Linked DNA regions of Mus musculus: region 2 is linked to region 1. The links are chromatin contacts, called in public promoter capture Hi-C maps. All regions are on one chromosome and are shown on one strand. Each heading gives the region's core, a stretch centred on a gene start, on an enhancer-like site or on the middle of the called end of the contact. The rest is flanking DNA. Distances are from core to core; before and after follow the strand shown.

Region 1 (3,539 bases), core at 211-2,710:
TACTTCCAGAGTGTTTGGAACCCCTGGGTTCCATCCAAAAAAAAACCCTATGCACTAATGTACCTGTTAGTTACTATAAATTAGGATGCAAACTAGAGGCAAAAGAGATCTTGGTCATGAGAAAGACAACTAAAATTATGAATGTCTAGTTGAGCCATAAATGGGGGGGGGGCAGATTCAAGACAATTAGAAACAGGTAAAATTCTTTTAGAACAAGATCTACTCTTGTTGTAGGCTACTGCCTACAGATTACAAGGAGGGGGTAAATCTCTCCTAACAAAATCAAACAGGAAAAATATGAGTTTCATAACAAAAGGACCCTACCATCATTCATACACTGAAAATGTAAACCCGGGTGAGGGAGGATTCAAAGTCACCTAAGGCATCAAGCAAGAGGCAAAAGCTAAAACACGCTCTGCAGATTCCCCAAAGTCAATTCCTTCCAGGACACTATGTTGCTATCCTGACTCAACAAGCCCCCACCCCCTAATTCCATCCATATAAGCAGTCGCTACCTGAATCTGTCAAATTTCAGAAAACAAAACAAAAAGCAAGCGGTCTTCAAGTTAACATCTGTGCTTTTCATGCCCTAGAGCTCTCTTGGTCCCTCCAGTCTATCCCAGGTCCTATTTCATATTTCTAAGTGACTTCCACAAAACTGCAGAACGGTTAGAAACGAAGCCTGCTGAGTGATGAGGAAAGAGAGAGAGAGAGAGAGAGAGAGAGAGGAAAAAAGAAGGAAAGGAAAGGAAAGGAAAGGAAAGGAAAGGAAAGGAAAGGAAAGGAAAGGAAAGGAAAGGAAAGGAAAAAGCCATCAGTGAACAGAACCACACCCAGAACTCAAGCCTGGCGTGGAGAGCCCAGACACAGCGGAGCTAAACAAGGACGCGCGACCCACAGCGGAAGGGACAAGTGCCTTTTCACAGGGCGAGTTTCCCCGCAGATGGCAACGTGGCAGAAAACAAACAGTTGCAGAAGCTGACACCCTGCTGCAGGGATACCTCGGAAGCCCACACACAGCCCTGGACCTCAGTTTCCCCTACTCTCGGAGGAAAGGAGTTGCGGTCTGGTACCCTGTGACCCAAGGCAAGGGCATAGCTCGAACAGCCACATCTGCAAACGAAGGGTTGGTCCGAGCTAGCCGTCAGTGACTGCCGATGTCACCTGGGAACTATGACTGAACACCTGTCAAAGGTGCATGGGAGACCCCACCCCACGGGTGACCTGTCCCTGAGCAGCAGCATCCGTTTGGCGGGAGGTGCTACAGCAGGAGGTGACTCCCGACTGCAGCGCAGGGCACGCACTACTCACCGGTCGGCCCTGCCCGGCCCGGGCTCCCGCTCCGGCTCCGGCTCCGGCTCTGGCTCCCGCTCCTGCTCAGCCCACCTCGCGTAGCCTCAGCGCCGACCCCTAGCCATGGTTTTCTAGCCTCCTGGACAGCCGCTTCCGGGCCCTGTCACGTGATGCTGGCTCCCTAGCCCAGGTCACGTGCCGCTCCATTCCGTGCTCCTCCTCCCGGACCCTTGTTCTGCAGCGCCACCTGGCGGCCGTCAGCCGCTGCTTCAGAAAGGGCAGTGCTTCTGAGACCACCACAGAGCTAAGGCAGACGACCTAGATTTTGAGGCAGTCTCCAGGGAAGTCGGCATGCAAAATATCCGTAATTTTTAGCCTTGCTAAAATTTATTTGTTCAGCATATATTAACGTGCATTTACTGGTTTATAATCACAAGTTTGCACCTTTTAAAAAATAAATCGTGCAGCTAAGCCTGATGGTACAAGACTGCAATACCAGAGCAGAGAAGAAAAATAGTTCAAGGCCTGTTTGGGTTATAGAGTGAGTTCAAGGATACCCTGGGTGATTTAAAGATACCTTGCTTCAAAAAAATTTAAAAGGGGCTACTGGGAAAATGGTTTACTGGATACAATAAGAACCTGAGTTAAGATTCCCAGTACATATAAAGAGCCAGGCAAGACAATGTGTGCCAGTAACACCAGAGCTTGGGGCCAGAGCAGAAGGATCCCTTGGTCTCTTCAGCAGACTAACTGATCTAGCCAAAACAGTGGGCTCAGGTTCAGTGAGAGAACCTGTGGGGAAAAAAAGTTGAGGGAACAACTCAAGCAGACAATGTCACCATCTGACTCCCCGATGCCCCACTCCACACACACACACACATACTCCATATGCTACACACATACACATACACACACACACACACTCCATACACCACACACATAAATATACTCCATACACCACAAACACACACATACATATACTCCATACACCACATACACACAGACATATACTCCATACACCATATACATACATATACTCCATACACCACACACGTACATATACTCCATGTACACACATATATTTCGTACACCACACACATACGTACATGCACATATGTTCCATACACCACACACACACATACACACACACAAACAACATATACTCCATACATCACAGACACATATACACATATACTCATACAAACATATACCACACATACATACATATACTCCATATACCACACACACAGAGATGCAAAGACAACTTCACACATACACATACTTCATACACCACACACACATACACACTCCATATACCACACACACATACATATACTCCATACACACACATATACTTCATACACCTCACACATACATACATACATACATACATACATACACATATGCATATGTTCCATACACCTCACACATACATACATGTACTCCATACACACAGAGATATAAACAGTACATACCACACATGCATATACTCCATATACCACACACACAGAGATGCAAAGACAACTTCACACATACACATACTTCATACACGACACACACATACACACATACACATATTACATATACTACATACATACATACATACATACATACATACATACATACACAAGCATATAAACCATACACCACACATACACAGATGCATACACATACATATACACACATGAACAAGAAATGATACAACTTCTAGAGTCCCACTCTACACTTGCTGGGTCAAGATCCCCATCCATGAGTGGCATCCGGCAAGACCTAGGGAGATTTGGATTCTCCTGCTGAGAGCCCTACTACAGAGGACTGCCTTGGTGTACTGAGTATTAGCCCAGCAAGGCTTGCAGTGTGGCAGAGTAACCTCCTTCCCACCCACATCCCAGGTCTGTCTCCATCACTTCCTGCTGCGCAGCCTTCTGAGTTCCCTTTGGGTTACCCATTTTGAAAGTTCAGTTGGAAGCCCTACTCTATTCTCCCCCTTCCCTTGTTGTTTGCAAATCACATAAGATCTGGCACCTAAAGGGGTCATGCTAGAGAGAAATTTTGGATAACTCCTTCTGCATCTAACAGAAGGAGGTCAGTTCTGCTTTCCCCTAAGCTCCACCCATATCCCACCTCAAACGTGATGGGTCCTAAGATGCCAGATACTCAGCCACTGCTCTCCTTTGCGGATACATTGTTCTCGGTTCCATCTTCAATACACTCAGCTGCCATGTCCTCTGCTGAAGGTCTTACGT
Region 2 (3,331 bases), core at 379-2,878, 190 kb after region 1:
CCTATGCTGTCCTTAGCTGACTGGCTCGGAGCTACATGTGCTATTGTACAGCTCACTGCCAGACTGATTTTTTTTTTTACAGGTCCTGGGCTCAACACTTAGTAGATTCTCAGGGAGAAATGGATGGATGCATGCATGCACGCATGGGTGGATGGATGGGTAGTTGAGTGGATAGATGGGTGTGTGGATAGGTAGATGGGTAACTTGGTGGGTAAATGGGATGGCAGATAGACAGATTGGTGGACAAAAGAACAGACAGATAAATGGATGGAAGGATAGATGGCAGCATAAATGGACAAATGGGTGGATTGGTGGGTATGTAAACTAATGAATGACAGATGGATAAGTGGGTGGCTCTAGTTTCCCTAGAAACAAAAATCTGTGCATGAGGAGCCTTTGGGGTCTAGGTATGGCTCGGTACCAATCCTTATTTATAGCTTGAAAGTGGGTCAGCCTGGCACAGAGAGAAGCAGGTCTTTGAAAGCAGGGGAGGCAGACAGTGCAGTATAATAACTCCAGGTTTAGTCTTCAAGGAAAGGAAGCAGCCCTAGGCGTCTTCCCTATGACCTGCCACACCATCCTGGCTTCTGTCAGGGAGGGAGAAAGCTTGGTTTGCTAAAAACAGTCATCCATTGCCTTCCCAATCAGGCCTCTGACATGCTAGCTAGTCCCATGTCACTTGTCCTCTTTGTTTTGATGCTTCAAAATTGTGGTGTACATTGCCTTCCCCTCTAAGTGAGCCCAAGGATCAGTGGCAAGGAGTTTGGAGCTAGGGAGATGATGGGCATGTGGGCTCAGGCAAATGGAAAGAAAGCATCATGAGTCATAGCAACAGCTGGCTTCCCAGGCAGAGCCCAGAGGGCCTGGTTCCCAGGAAGATATTTAAAAGCTGGGCACTCCAGTGTTGCTCCTAGTATCTCCAATGCTGAACAATGGTGCTAGGAATCCATGCTATGGAGTCAAACTGTGCACTCCCCTGCCTACGTCCCTCTTTAGCATTCTCCACCACAGAGGGGACTATCTTCATTCAACTCAGTTACAGTTAGCAAGCTCTCTCCAGGCTCCATTGCTAAGCCTGAGCTGGGTGTGGGGATTCACTTTCTCTTATGCCGTCATAGCTTACTCATTATAGCATCTGTCCTTGTGGAGTCAAAAAAAATCAAAGGGCCAGATGTGGTGTCTGTAATCCCAATTACGCCTGTAATCCCATCACTCAGGTAGCAGTGTCAGGTGCGTCAGGAGTTCAAGGTCAGCCTGGGCTACATAGTGAATTCAAGACCAGCCTCGGCTATGTGAACCCTTATATCAAAACAAAACAAAAAATAAAATGACCAAGAGAAAGATTAGACTAGAAAGTCTTTAAGACCCTTCGCAAAGCAGACATTCTGGCCCCCTCTGCTTCCCTTTCCTCCACCCTAGCAGCTGATGGCAATTACTTTCTGACATTGCTAGATCAGGATACAGAAAGAAACACCAAGTGGTTAGGAGGTAAAATTCTAGCAGGACACTGCCTTTTCTCTGATAGCAGGGACTTGAGGACCTCCTCTAGTCAGTCTATGAACACACCAGGCCTGACACAGGACCTCAGGTCCCTGGATTAGACTATCCAGGGTGGCACTGTGCCAATGCAAATGTGGCAGGCCTTGGAAGGACTGAAGAGGACAGAGGGAGTGTAGGCGGGACGTTGGGCCAGCATGCGCCATCCCTTGCTTGCTTGGTCTGCTATCTGGCCTGATATTCTTTCCTTAACCAGGGCTGAGATCAAGTTGCAGGGGATTCACGAATGGCGGGAAGAAGGCTGTGTCCCTTTCTGGTCACCTGCCCTGTGCGAGCTTTAAATAGCAGCCCTGCACCCACGCATGCATACCTCTGAAGAGCCAGCTTCTGGGACCTAAAGCAGAGGGCAGACAGATGTCTGGCTGGGTCCTGTGGTAGGAGACAGCAGGAGACACCGGGCTATGAGGCGACTCCTGTTTTGCTTGTCTGTGCCTCACTCCTTGAAGGCACAATCTGTGGGCTTCTCAGCCTCCAGCTGCTCCTCCATCTACAGAGCCTTTTCTAATCTCTTTTTTGGAGCTGGTGTTGGGCTTAGCTGTTTTCTCTGTAACTTACCTCTCTCTTTAGGTATTTCCTATTTCCAGACTATCTCTGCCAAGGAGTTCAACTAAAGCAGGTCTTTGTTCTTTTCTGGATCTTCAGCCCTTGGCCTAGGGCCTGGCACAGATTGCATGCTGTGTGCCTGCCCAGGGGCAGCCCCTTGTGAATTGGAATCACCCAGTGTGTCTCTCAGACCCGGTTCTTCTCCACACTGTATGGCTGCCCCGCATCTGACTCCTCCGTGAAGCAACCCATTGTGCATTCAGCTTTAGATCTGATGTCTGAGGTCTCCTGGCTCTCTGCCCTCCTCTCCTGGCCTGTAAGGACCCTGCCAGCTTGTCCTCAGATGCCAGTTCACAGCTCAATTTACTGGGCCCCCAAGGACTAGTGCTCATCTTGGCATTGGACTTGAGAGCAGCTCTGGGTCCCCCTGAGTAGCTGGCAGCTGTGAAGTTGGTCCAGTTGAGGAAAGATGGGAACAGGGAACAGGGCTAGGGGTCTGTGGGGTTCCTTCTCAAGGAACAGTTAACCTTAAACACTCCTGCAGTTGCTAATATAATCGTATTAGTGGAGATGAAAAGCTTTGTAAACGGTAAAGTGCTCTGAAAAGCAGAAGTGCTGAGGAGATGTCTTAGACGGTAACGTTTGCTAGGTAAAACGTGATGGCCTTAGTTTAAGCTCTAGAACCCAGCCCCCCACTCAAGATAAAAAGAACACGGTGGTACATCCTTGTAATAGTGGTGATGGGGAGGCAGAGGCAGGTGTATCCCTGGGACTCAATAACCAGGCTACCTATGATGAGCAACAGGCCACAGAAAGACCCTGTCTCCAAGAGTAAGGTGAACCAGGTATGATAGTGCATGCTTTTAATTTCAGCAGAGGCAGGTGGATCTCTGTGAGTTTGAGACAAGCTAGGTCTGCATAGTGAGTTCCAAGACAGCAAGGGCTATATAGAAAGACCCTGACTCAAAACACTAAAAACCAAAACAACACCAAAAACCAAAAACAAGATGGACGGCCTAGCAAGATGTCTCACTGAGTACAGATGCTCACGACCCTGCCTGACAGCCTGAGTTCCATCACCAGACCCCACCTAAAGATGGAAGGCGAGAACAGACTCCCTAAGTTGTCTCCTCTGACATCCACGTGTGTGCCATGGCGGGCACATACCCACCCTCTAAACACAGTAATAATAAACGTTTAACCATTCTTAACAAGAAGTTAAGGTAGACCG

The links. Promoter capture Hi-C pulls out the DNA fragments that hold promoters and counts their contacts.
Region 2: a promoter capture Hi-C map of liver shows a contact between it and region 1. The contact joins the enhancer-like site here to the promoter of Slc36a1 in region 1. A contact is called at or near these places in 6 of 39 promoter capture datasets (the C10 cell line, the HPC-7 cell line, the SN4741 cell line and 3 more), 1 of 484 Hi-C or Micro-C datasets (the N1E-115 cell line), 4 of 115 datasets of contacts at active chromatin or transcription factors (CD8 T cells, effector CD8 T cells, microglia and 1 more) and 1 of 9 other capture datasets (pancreatic islet).

Annotation. Positions count from the first base shown.
Region 1 is chr11:55,202,261-55,205,799 of GRCm38.p6, reverse strand. Slc36a1 (solute carrier family 36 (proton/amino acid symporter), member 1) reads right to left here and starts at 1,460. Exons shown (of 11, transcript NM_153139.4): 1 at 1,312-1,460.
Region 2 is chr11:55,014,473-55,017,803 of GRCm38.p6, reverse strand. All of the region lies in intron 2 of Anxa6 (annexin A6), which reads left to right. Among named protein-coding and RNA genes, the nearest start is that of Gm19911, 3.9 kb to the left of the region's middle. Within about 2 kb of position 1,628, at least 82 of the 459 cell types and tissues checked have an H3K27ac peak or open chromatin away from gene starts, as enhancers often do. A contact at or near this core is called in the N1E-115 cell line, liver and pancreatic islet, where this site is marked.